Regions from separate parts of the Mus musculus genome. Here region 2 is linked to region 1. A link is a contact called in public promoter capture Hi-C data. All regions are on one chromosome and are shown on one strand. Each heading gives the region's core, a stretch centred on a gene start, on an enhancer-like site or on the middle of the called end of the contact. The rest is flanking DNA. Distances are from core to core; before and after follow the strand shown. Region 1 holds the start of Ctdspl2 (CTD (carboxy-terminal domain, RNA polymerase II, polypeptide A) small phosphatase like 2). Region 2 holds the start of Sqor (sulfide quinone oxidoreductase).

What was found. Capture Hi-C pulls out chosen DNA fragments and counts their contacts.
Region 2: a contact with region 1 is called in a promoter capture Hi-C map of adipose tissue. The contact joins the promoter of Sqor here to the promoter of Ctdspl2 in region 1. A contact is called at or near these places in 2 of 39 promoter capture datasets (macrophages and neutrophils), 1 of 484 Hi-C or Micro-C datasets (uterus) and 2 of 9 other capture datasets (adipose tissue and liver).

Annotation. Positions count from the first base shown.
Region 1 is chr2:121,951,568-121,958,158 of GRCm38.p6, forward strand. It overlaps Ctdspl2 (CTD (carboxy-terminal domain, RNA polymerase II, polypeptide A) small phosphatase like 2), which reads left to right and starts at 4,434. Exons shown (of 13, transcript NM_212450.4): 1 at 4,434-5,050. It overlaps Mageb3 (melanoma antigen, family B, 3), which reads right to left and starts at 4,525. Exons shown (of 1, transcript NM_008545.2): 1 at 2,204-4,525. The coding sequence starts at 3,652. The coding sequence ends at 2,660.
Region 2 is chr2:122,762,904-122,768,930 of GRCm38.p6, forward strand. Sqor (sulfide quinone oxidoreductase) reads left to right here and starts at 2,456. Exons shown (of 10, transcript NM_001162503.1): 1 at 2,456-2,536.

The sequences.
Region 1 (6,591 bases), core at 3,184-5,683:
AGCACAAAGTGGGAGGAGGCAGATTTACCAGAACAGTTGGACAGAAGCAGGTTGCAGAGAAAGAAAAGGCTAGGCATGGGTAAAGATGGAACAAGCCAGACAATGAGAAGGAGCCAGAAAATTAGAACATATTGTCAAAGTTAGTATGAGGCTAAGCAGAGCAATTCAAAGGCTCAGAAACAATCCAGATTGAATCAGATTTGAGCCCAAACAGCTGAGTTGACTAGCCTGAAACTTGGAAGAAACTTGGGAAGAACTAGAAAGAATGAGCTTATTCAGCAGTAAATCTCAGAGGCTGAAAACATTCATTCTAGGCCTAGATAAGGTTGTCCAGAGACTAGAGGCTTCCAGGTCTAGGCCTAGGTTAGCAGACTGGGGCAGTAAGCCTCAGTCAGAGATGACAATTACAGCAGGCGAATCAATTACTTTTACATCTTCCCTCCAACATGGTCTTGAACTCTTTCTCAGCCTCCCAAATAGGTCAGAGTTAACAATTTTAGACTTGGTTGGGCAGTGGCGGTGCACGCCCAGGGGATTGTAGGACAGCCAGGGCTACACAGAGAAACCCTGTCTGGAAAAAAACAAAACCAAACAATTTTAGACTTTTAATCTAAAATATTTTTTTGTTTTGTTTTGGTTTTTGGTTTTTCGAGACAGGGTTTCTCTGTATAGCCCTGGCTGTCCTGGAGCTCACTTTGTAGACCAGGCTGGCCTTGAACTCAGAAATCCGCCTGCCTCTGCCTCCTGAGTGCTGGGATTAAAGGCGTGCGCCACCACGCCCGGCTTTAATCTAAAATCTTACACTGGGTTTTTTGTTTTTGTTTTTTTTTTCTTGACATAGGGTCTCCCTGTGTCAGAGCTGTCCTGGAGCTATGTACACCGGGCTGGCCTCAAACTCACAGATATATTCTTTCTGCCTCCTGAATACTGGGATTAAAGGCATCTGCCCCCAAGCTTGGACATAAAGCTTAGTGACATTTACAACTACCACATTAAGAAGACCAGCACCTTGCTGAGTACCTTATAATCTCATTTGAATGAGATTGCCAATGAATAATCTCATCTAACAGCCTTTAGGTGTGTCCTTTATTCTAGGGTATGGGATGCAACACCTATATTTTAAAAGTGAAATTCATATTTAGACTTAATTCACTTTGCTAATGAGGGTGTGGAGGTAGTAGAAGTAGCCCAGAGAATAAAGAAGTGATTAGGTGAACAGCACACATTTAGTCTTCTTTGGTGGAAATGGGTTTTGAGGGTAATCCAGCACTTGGAAGGTGAGGCTGGAGGCAGTCTTGTATTTGTAGTGAGTTTGAGGCCAGTCTTGGAAACAAAACATTGCCTCAAACCAAAAAAACACCCCCTTCCAAAACCCCAAAACAGAACCAAAAAAAAAAAAAAAAAACACTGAAAAAGGAGAAAGTTCATAAATTGCAAAAACATTTTGTAATTTCTGGGTTTACTTCTATAACTTTCCATTATACGCACTAGATAACTTTTTATTTTCAGTTAGCCTTTCAGAAACCTATGATTATATGGACTCTCAATTTGTTCTGTGCTCGGTATACCATCGGCTCTCATTGTTTTATTCCAAGATTTCTTTACCCTTTCTTTTTGTCTTTTCTTTTGGAGCCAGGTTCTTGTTGCACAGCCTAGGCTGTTTGGAACGTTTCAATCCCCTGCCTCGGTAATCCTGAGCCTTATGATCACCATGCCCAGTCTGAAACCAATTTTGTGCTGGTAAGATTTAAATGGCAAAAGGACTCAGCTCTGACAGGATCTTGACAACCCACCTGCACCACATTTGAAGGAGAAACAATATTTACAAGAGCACTCTACGCTTCTACGTCTACCTTTCTGCCTCACCTGCTATTATCTGGCCATCCCCCCTCCCTCTTTTTCTACAGATAGTGGCTCAACATGATTCTGTCTTGGGATTTTCCTTTGTTTCCTTTTTGTAAGAACACTTTTACAAAATCAACTCCCCATCTATGTCTCACTTAGGGAAGTCTTATGAAAACTCCCCAGACCCCGTCGCTGGCATAATCACATGCTATCCTACTACGCGTATTACTTCACGTCTATAATGCAGTCTTACCCCTGTCTTCTTTGGTGGAGTGTCAACTGGGAACGCAGTGGCTATTTTTCCTAATTCAGTTATATCCTTTTAAAAACGGCACGTTTTCAATCAGCATTTTTTTTTGAGTAAAGTCATCAAATCCAACTTTATTTCACTTAGCATTATACAAAAAAGAAAAAAGTATACAGCAATCACACTCATAAAATTTTCAAAACTAACAATATAAACTTTCCCACTTCACTGTTGTTTCACCACTGTATGATATCACATTGCCATGACAATCCCTTCTCCAATGCAATGTTACACAATGTTTTAGTAAAAACTAATGTTTTCCAGTTTGTTGCAAATAACAAAACAAGTCCTAACCTGACAAGTGACAGTTACTTCTGTATGCAGTTAACAAAAAGCATGGCACAAAGCACTGTTTAGTTAAACAAACATTAGAAAAGTAACAAAAATAGCCTCCATTCTACTAATGTATAACAGGCCAAGAATGGATGCATGCTGGTTCTGGTAGGCTATGAACTCTCTACTGATTAGGACCCTGACTGTTTTTCAAACACAACAGAACAGACTCAACTACACATTAGAGGACTTTTGGGATGGGGCCTTGGAATGAACACCCTTGCCTTGAACTCTACTTCTTGGCACCCCTCCTGCCTGATCTCTAAGAGCCAACTGGTAGAGATTAGGGAAGGCACTAGGGACTGTGCCATTGACTTTAGCTAAAACTTTCAGGACTTTCATCTTGGTTGTTTCAGCATGGGCTCTGGGTCCCCACAGGAACTCATAGCTTGGGGGATCACTGCCAGGTACCTGGCGGTACTCCAGGTAATTTTCCTGCACTACATCTCTTATAAACTCCTCAGGCTCGCCAAAGATCAAGTGCTTCTTCCCAGCATATACCCCCACTCCATGCAGAAATTGCCAGACCTCTTGCTCAGTGGCACGGTTACCCTTCATGAAGATCACACCTAGGACAGACATTAGGAGACCTGTCCTAGGCAACCCCCAGTTACTACTCAAACTTCCCTCAGTGGAAAGACCCAGTTTGCCCACCAGCAAATAGGAATGAGTGCTGGGATCAATTTCCTTCAACTCAAGACCAAAGACCAATTCTAGGCGTGCAGAAGTTCTCCTGAGGATCTCAGGGAATTGCTCCTTATACTTCTTGTTAACTACTGCCAGCATTTCACTTCTTGTAACTGCTTCTTTCATCTTAAATTTATCTAGCAGGAATTCTATCAGCACACTAGCCTTCCTCATGATAGGATCTTTCAGTGTGTGCTGAATGGAAGTCCCTGCCTGGGTGCCATCTGAACTTTTTGTATCAGGCAGGACAGTAGCATTTCTACCACCTATACCAGAGCCTGTGCAGGATACACCTGCACCAAAAGATCCAGGGTTTTTCACACCCTGAGGAGCAGAACCACCAGGGAAGCTGGACCCAGCACTCAGGTCAACAGGAGAAGACCCTGCTTCCTCTGCAGTGGGCTGAACTACTTGAACCTCCCTGCGTGACTGCTGTCGTTTAGCACGGGAGCGGCTCTTACTCTTTTGACCCCTAGGCATGTTGACTGTGCTCAGGACTGAAGTAGAAGAGCTGACAGGCAGGAATCAGGACTTCCGAACTCGTGGATCAAGCTCTTTTCTGCAAACCCTAGGATTGTTCTCTTCAGACTGGCGTCCAAGCCTCTCCTGTCTCAATCAGCATTTCTTATAGAATAATGAGATCAGCTTGGAATTTCAGTCAAAAGTGCTATCTAGACCAGTGTTTCTCAACTTGTGGGTTGCAACCCTTAAGAGGTCAAACCACAGGTTGAATAAGATCATGGGAAAACATATTTGCATTCCGATTCATGACACTAGCAAAATTACAGCCATGAAGTAACAACAAAGATAATTTTATGGTTGGTGGGGTCATCATACATGAGGAACTCTATTAAAAGCGTTTCAGCATCAAGAAGATTAAGAATCATCCAGATTCTAGATGGAGCCCACAGTCGTGTGTGAAAACCCATTTGAAAGACTCGAGTTTTAAGCGTACAGGATCACTGCCCACATCGCGAGGAAGGGAAGGGTTAAGAGTCTCCTTCATAGGTCCAAGGGCAACAGGGGCTCCCGCTAGCAAAGTGACCTAGGAAGAGAACCTCGGGGACACTCCGCGAACCTCCGAAAGCACCGGGACCAGGCTGGGTCTGGCCATCGGGAGCGCAAGGCACTGGCTCCCGCTCCAGCGCGCCAAGCCGTTAGCACCGCCCCTTCCCGCCGGCTCCACCCACCGCCGCCTAGTCGCTAACCCTGGCCGCTGGGTGCGCGGCGCGTTCTTAAACCCCGCCTCCCAGGCCAGGGCGCGCTCTCCTTGTCGCCCGGCTCTAGGCGGTTCCGTTAGCGGCGGGAGGGAAAACCGCCCCCGGCGTCCCCGCCTCCGCTGCTAACGCTTTCCTCCCTACTCCCCCTGCGACCACCCCGCAGCCCGCTACGGAGGCCCCCGAAGTACAAACGTCCCCCACGCTCCGAGCCCCATCGGAGGCTGAGTCCAGTCTAACTCCTCGGGCCCTAAGCTCATTTTTTTTTCATTGTTTTTTGTTGTTGTTGTTTCTTGTTTTTCTTTTGGTCAGGAATTCGCTCTGGTGAGTTCCCTAAGGCGGCAGAAACTTCAGCCTCTTCACGGTAGTAAAAGTTGGTTTCCCCTCCCCCGCTGCCGCCCAGGCCTCCCGCATTCCTTCCCTCCCGCCTCTCCGGATCGGGGCGGGCGGGGGAGGAGGGAGCCAGAGCGCCTGCGCAGGGAGGCCGCTTTCCATCCGGGTCCCTGTCCGTGCGGTGCAGCAGGTCGGTAGGCGGGAAATGGCGACTGGCTGAAGGAGCTGGTTCTGTTGCTGCTGAGGGATAAGCGGGAAAGACACCACCTATTGCGCAGTCGGGACCATCGCCGGAGCCCGAAGACACTTTTCTGTCGTCACAGTGAAGGTAATTCCCTTGGTCCAGACGCTGCCGTTGCTCCGAAGCTCAGTCCTCTCTCAGGGCCGTCTGCCGGGATCTCCTCCCCTTCTCTAGCCGAGCCCTCAGCGGTTCCAGCAACGTCCGTAGGCATGCACTGTTGGCGCCTTGTACGTCCACTGTCGTGGAAGCTGCTCTGGCTTGGACTTTCCCCAGGGAACGGCCAGGGAGCTCACTTCCCGCCAGCTTCAGCTCTTAGGCTGCGGCCTGTGTTGTGATTTCTGGGGTTAGATTTCACTTTGCTACCCACCCCCAACCCCATCTCACGTTCCCAGTCTCTGACCCCGTGGACCCGATAGCTAATTAAGTTAGATTGCCTTTTCGAACCTTCTTGTGGGCCCACGTAATGTTTTTGGTATTTCATTCTTGTAGGGTGCATTAGGGGGGCGTTGCTCTCTCTACTTGAGCTCTTACAGACATCCTTTGAGAATCTGGAAAGAGGTTCTTGGAGCTTCTGTCGTTTTCTGTACTGCTAAAATGTTGAGTTGACATTACTACTTTTTAAAGTCAAGTGTGGTAGTAAAAACCAGCGTGTGTAGGAGGCCTCTGATTTCCGTAGTGGTTAGTTAAGGGTGAATCTTAATTCTATTTAGCATGTTGTTTACGTTGGGTAAGTCCGTATGAGTTTACCTTTGCGTTCTTGACCAGGATTCTGTGATAAATAATTGCATAAATAAATAGTGTTTATTTACTTCTCGCCCTAGTGGTAGCTGGATGTGTGAATGACGTTAGGCACTCTCAGAGTACCTCGGAGAAACCTACTGAGATACTGCCAGGAAACTACCCTAAGCTCCTGACATGAGTATTCTTAGATGCTACTCCAAGGCAAGGCAGGGAGTGTTATCTTTCTCATGCTACTAAGACAATACCAAGATTACGGTTACATCCATATACAAATTAGTGCCTTGAAATGATAGGCTTATCTACATGTTTTAGATTGTAGATTGCCTGTTACTTTGATTCATGAAATGCCAAGCTACACATTTGTGTTTGTGGTCCAGCAATTATCTCTATAAAAGCAGTGACATGGCATGTGGAAGCTAGTTTTTACTGGCTTTTGTTTTGATTTTTCTTTTTTTAATAGAGTTTCTCAATTTTTTTTCAATGGTTTGGTCATGTCGAGTTTGGGGCATTATAGGTGTTTTCTCCCCTGGAATAAAACGGAAGATTAAAACATGGCTTATATTACATATTAGTTAATGTTTCTCACTCAGTAGCCTTCTGCTTCATAGGTGCAGCCTAAAGTACTTCACTTGCTGTTCACATGTTAGGATTAAATTTCAGTAATAAGCAGGCACATGCAAACATTATAGTTTTTATTTGAAAGACTTAGCCCAAGGTCATAAAGAAAGTCAAGGTAAACATAGCTCTTATATGAAGTAGATTTAGGAGTGACCTGGGCCTCACTGCTCTTTCCTCACTGCTGCTTGATTTCGGGGTTTGGGGAGTGAAAGTTTAGACAGCCTGAGTCCTTGTTGAGTCATTTCATTTTAAAATGGGACCAATTATGT
Region 2 (6,027 bases), core at 1,206-3,705, 810 kb after region 1:
AATCAGTGCTGATCGGGATAGGGCGCTTTGTATTTGAAGTACCTGTGTATACATTAGTGCTTTCTGACTGGAAAATCACTTGATCTCCTGTGATACAGATGAAGAAACTCTAACTGCGCTGTAGCTTGATACAATTTTGGCTATTTTACAAGCAGTTTGGCTGCGAGGAATGCAGCAATCTGGGAGAGATTGGAACTGCCTATTGAAGGCCACATATGAAAAGGTAATATACTCTCTGTATCTCTGCTCACTTCCCTTCTGGTTAGGAGACTTCCTGTTGGTCTGTCAGGAGGGACAGTGTGTGCTGCTTGCTCCAGAAATCCCCACCCCCCCCAACTTCCCAATGAGTCTCATAGTAGCTCGTGAGGATTGGTGTCTCTCTGGATGAGTGGCTATCACAAGTAGGAAGGTTTACTGGGGCAGAATAAACCACTTCTCTAGCTACACATTCACCCAAGGAAGCATTTGCTTCAGAGATGAGGGTGGGGCTTGTTTAATGGGCTCCAAGCAGGTGCATTTAAAGCAGCATGCCTGGAGAATCCCTCTGCCTTGCCCTTACTCCAGTGTCTTTGCTTTCTCCTTTTCCTTTCCACGCTCTATTGCTGCTCATTCCTGCTAGTGCCCTTCCTAGTATGGGTCTGCATGGCTTCCTGGGGGTCGCCAGTCTATATTTCCTTATGCCCGGATCTTCTTGGATAGGTATTTGTTCCTCACCATCATGCCCCCTCCCCCACTACACATCATGCCCCCTTCCCCCACCATGCTCCCCCCCAAGCTTTCTTGCCATCCTTTAATATTTCTCTTAGTTTCCCATCTCCCTGTCTGCACACTCACTACTCTGGAAACCTCATATGGATGGGAATCAAGTGTAGGTCCAGACAGTAGCAGCCACAGGGCTCACTTGACATTCAGCGGACAAGATGGAGAATAACCATCTGAGGAAAGAATGACTGGGCTGGCGAGATGGGTCAGCAGGTAAAGATGCCTGCCTGGTTCTAAGCCCGATGGTCTGGGATCCATCTGTTGGAGGACAGAATTGACTTTGGGAAGTTGACCTCTAACTTCCACCTGTGCCTCATGACACACATGTACACGTGCACACATGCACACTAAATAAGTAAATAAAATATTATAGAAAGAAAAAGGGGAATGCCAATGGAGTAACTTCTCAGTCTTAATGTCTGATGGGCAAGACACTGATGGAAAGAAGGGACTTCAGTGGGGTAATAGAACGATACATAGATGCCCCAGCGTGTGGGAACTATTCAGGACACGGCTTCCAACTCGATTCTCCAGCCATAGACCTCCAAACACCCTGCAAACAGACTGCCCTTGATTCATTCACAGGAACCAGGACTTCTTAATGAGGATGGAGAGGAAGGAGAGATGAAGAATAGTACGAATTGCTTTGGAAATATGTGTGTAGAGTTTTGCTTTTGTCAAAACTTTGGGCTACAATTGTTGGCACTTAGAGGGTGGAAATCAGGGTTATGTTCAGTACTATACAACAATTAACTGTCCTGAGGCCTGAACATTTTTTTCTGGTGCCCCGCCCCTTGCCTCAACTCTCAAGTATGTGAAACATTTTATTGATAAAATAAATTCAGTTTTAGTTTAGAGTATGGCAGACATTAAGGATTATTTTTACATAGTCTTAATACGCTGTTTCCAGCAATAGCTTTATCAGTAAATACAGATCACATTTGGTTTTGTTTCCAAGTTCTTTACCAGACTTACCTGTTGCTGCACAAAGTCACGGAAAATTACTAGGGAGGCAGTGTTGCAGGTGCAGGTGCCAGCAAGTGCCACCAGGCTTACCATCAAACCCGTAGTCCCTGTTTGCGACCAAGCAATTTTTCTATAGATCCTTCAGAGTGAAGACAGTTTGAAAGAAGTGACTCAAAAACTATTAAAATGCATATAATCAAACAAGTGCGAAAGAAACTTAGTTATGCTTAAAAAAAAAGTTGGTGGCATTTGCGTGTTCTTTGAGGTTTTTTTTTTTTTTTTTTTTTTTTAAGTTGAGGCCTTAGCAACTTTTAGGAACTGTATTTGTTTTAACACATGAAGCCGCGGTCTCTGGCTTGTGCCTTCAAACAGTCAGTCCTTAGAAGGGGCAGAACAGTGACTTGTCAGGCACCAAAAGAACAACTCCTAGGAGCCAGCAGGTTCCAGGGGAAGGTGCCGCGCGGTTCTGAGTAGAGGTGGCCTTGTCTGCACCCCAGGCGTAAGAAAAGCGTCTAGGCTGCGTGGGGACAGTCGCAGGACATGGGGAGCAAGGATCACCCATACCACCCATGCCTCCGGTGTCCGTGCCTGCTCCAAGGTGCGCATTCCCCTCCGGGTTTGTTGTTGGGTAGCGCCCTGGCGGCCTTTCCTCCTCCGGAGGTTGGGGGTGTGGGGGTGGTGGCTGTCCCCGCCCCTGGCCTTTGCCTCCCCGCCCCGGCGGCCAGGCGGGGCTATGCGAGGCCAGCGCTCCAGCGCCACAGTAGTTTCTGCTGCGCCAGCGCTGGGGCCCACGGTGTCGCTCAGCCCGGTAAGACGCACCCCACGACGCTGTTACCCTCCTATAGCCGCTCGCTGTCGCCCACCTCGGTTCTGTCTCCGCGCTCCCGGCCGCCCTTCTTCTTTTCCAACCCCTGACAGACTCCCCTTTGGTCTGGGACTCGGTGGACTTCAATGCTTTCTCCTTAGTGGCCCAGCCTCAGCGATGCAGAGAGGATGGCCCTGGCACCCTCTCCACCCACACAGCTTGGACGTGTGGTCTCGGTGCGTGGGAATTTCAGAAACGTTAGTTCCACTTGTTGTCTGTCACTCAGCACCTTGCCCTGCCTGCCGGGTGGGTTGAGACTGGCATTGATCTGGGGAGGTACCCAGGGCGCTGGGGGTGGGAGGTGGTCAGCGGAGAAGCACAGGCCAGGCTGATTGGCAATTAGTACAAGGGAGAAAAGGCTCTTTGGTGAAACTTTTCACCTTACTTTTACTTACTTCTCCGAGAGCCACCCCAGCTTCTAGGGCTCACAGACTGAAGCTGAGTCAGAGAGTTTGCACAGGCTGTAAACCTCTCCTCTGTAAACACAGCTTTCTGATCCTTTTTTTTTTTTTTTAAAACCTGCAGCTACCTCTGACAGTTCTGAGTTTGGGGGAAAACTAAGGACTCTTTCTTAGAAGATTTCCCTTTTTGCTTTAAACTTTATTATTTTATTTCATGTGTATAGTTAGTTCGTTTGCATGTATGCCTAATGCCCTGGAACTGGGGTTATAAGCTTTCATCTGGGTGCTGGGAACTGAACTCAATTCCTCTGGAAGTAAGCCCTCCGTAAGAGCTCTTAACCACTGAGCCATCTATCTCTCAAGAGACTTTTAAAAACATAAAATTTAAGGCAGGCTATGATGAAAGAAAACAGCCACTAAAGTATTTAAAAGAATGCCATATAAATTTAAAAAGCAAATAACTATTATAATTTTGAATAGCTCAGAATATAGAATTCAAGATATAGGCACTACCTGTAAACACATTTCTAAAACATCATAAATACTGCTAATATTGCTGTGGCCAGCTGCCTACACAGTCCTTGAAGAGAATGTTAAATTTCAAGTAGACATCAGTGGAAGGTGAAGATTTTTTTTTTCTTTCATTCAGATGAATGGACCTCAATTTAGATAGATACCCTGTTAGCAGAAAGGGTGTTGATTACTTGTTAGGCAACTTAGCTTCTTGGGTTTAACACTTTCTTGAACTACCACTATGTCCTCTATCCCCAGCTTCTTTGGGCATCTGCTTTTCCTAAGGAAGAGAATGAGAAAAGCCCGGCACTCCTCCCCCAAGCCTAATGCCTTCTCACAGGTGAAAAGCATCCCTACTGAACTTGATGCAGAGGGATGCGGTAGGTAAAACGCCCCCCCCCCCCAACCTTGTCTGATACTGGCCTTTACATCCCTAAATCTGGTACATAAAAGGTCTGCTGGATGACATGGAGGTGGTTGCTTGTGAAGGCATCTAGGAGACAGCTGGAAGCTTGGGAAATGGCTGTTTAAAACTAATTGCTTCTTTTGAATCCATCAGAGCAAATCCATAAATCCAACTTGGGGATGTGAATACTGGGGAGGGCCCTTGGGTCTGTTGTGGGTCTGGTGCCTCGCCATAGAAGACAAACTGTCTTGATAGGAAAGTAGGATTCCAGAGGTTTCTTTTGCCCATGCGTAGGCTTGTTAATAAGATGTGTTGTAATGTAGGAAATGTCTTGTAAAGAATGGAGACAGAACCCATGAGGAAGCATTCCTAGATGCACATCTCCCTCCCTCTCTCTCTCTTTTTCTCTCCCCCTCTCTCTCTCCTTCTCTTTCTCTTTCTCCCTCCCCTCCCTGCATCCCTCACTGTCACAAATACTTTGACTCTAGAGAATTGGTAAATAGGAGAACAGTGGGTAATTTACTAAAAGCTGCCCAGACTAGGGCTAAAGCCAACTAAGCCTCCGTTATAGACAGTGAGAGCTTCCATGGAAGTGTTGGTCTTGTAACTGGTCTGTTCTTCTGTGCATATTCATGACAGTTGAGCTGGATGAAGCCAGATCATTCTTCCCCTGTCTAAGTTTGGACGATGACCATGAGATTTTCCAACTCCTCAGATTTAAGCTGATTCTAAATCAGAGCGAGAGAAAGGCTGTTACATTCAAGAGAACTAACACGCCCACCCCTTACATTCAAATCAAACTTCTACCTTCAAAGAGACCTACCCATGGTCCTATAGTGAAGTCCTTTCTTGCTTATGAGAGGGGGCCAGCAATTCCCTCTTCAGTGATTGCCATGAGAAAGTACATACAGTACACATTGCAATAACTCCCACAGATGATCTCCATGCCCCCACACCATGCTTTTCTGATACTTTGGAGGATGCACTTAAGCATAGATGCTTTCCAGGGAATTAGTGCATAATGGTACAAGACATGGGATAACTGGTTTTTATTCTGATTATGTCACAGGTCTAAGCATTTTATCTGGCTGTTCTCTGCTACAGAAATTCCAAGGAGTCAGTAGACAAATATCCCTATTGGCTGTCTGTTTGAACACCCACCTCTCCTCCCTTTCCAATGAGAAGTGAATGCAGTTTTAGGAAGTAAGAAATCTTTAATCTATCTAGTGGAGTCCTTTTTCCTGGTGTGAAGAAAGCATGGCATATAATGGTTAAAGATGAGCCCAATTTGGTACTACCTGTCACGAAGACCTGGGTGTCCTGGGTGTCCTTCAGACAAAGCTTCGTTGCAAAAGGGTAGCTGTGCTATTAGGTCTGGCATAGGAAAGATGTGAGCTGTTATGGAACCTGACATACCTGCTACCTATGTGTATTTCCTTGTATCCAAACCATCAAAGAACTGAACTCAGCGTCTAGATTCAAACGACATATATGTAATCTGTAATCAAAGAGTCTCTTGTCATTGAGACCTTGTGGGCTGGATTCCAGGTTATGGCAAGCCAAAGTAAGTGACCAGTTTGTTTATAGTGACACTCCGCCCCTCATAACTTTCCTGCACATACCTTTGAAACCCAGTGTACTTTGGTCTGATGAGTAATTTTATCCTGATAATTTTAATGATTCAGGAAGCCAGGTGTGGTGGCCTGAATACCTATAATCCCAACATTTGGGAGATGGAAGTGGAAGGATTTGGAGTTCAGTGTTATCTTTACTTACGTATCATGTTAGAGACTTTCCTGGCCATCCGTCCATTCATCCATCCATCCATCCATCCATCCATCCATCCATCCATCCATCCATCCATCCATCTGCCACACCACCTCCAGTAGGATCTGTGTGACAAGTTCCACAGGCTGAGGTGATTGACCTCAAAAGGGGGAGGCCTACTGGAACCGGTTGTGGAACTCTTCCCCTGAGAAAAAATATTGAGCCGTAGATCTCATGGCAATCTATCTGTTTTGTTTTCTCTTATTCCTTTTCTTACTTACATGTTCCTGGTAGCCTAGGCCCTAGAGATGGGGCCACTAACATGACCTCATCCCCAGGGAAATCAG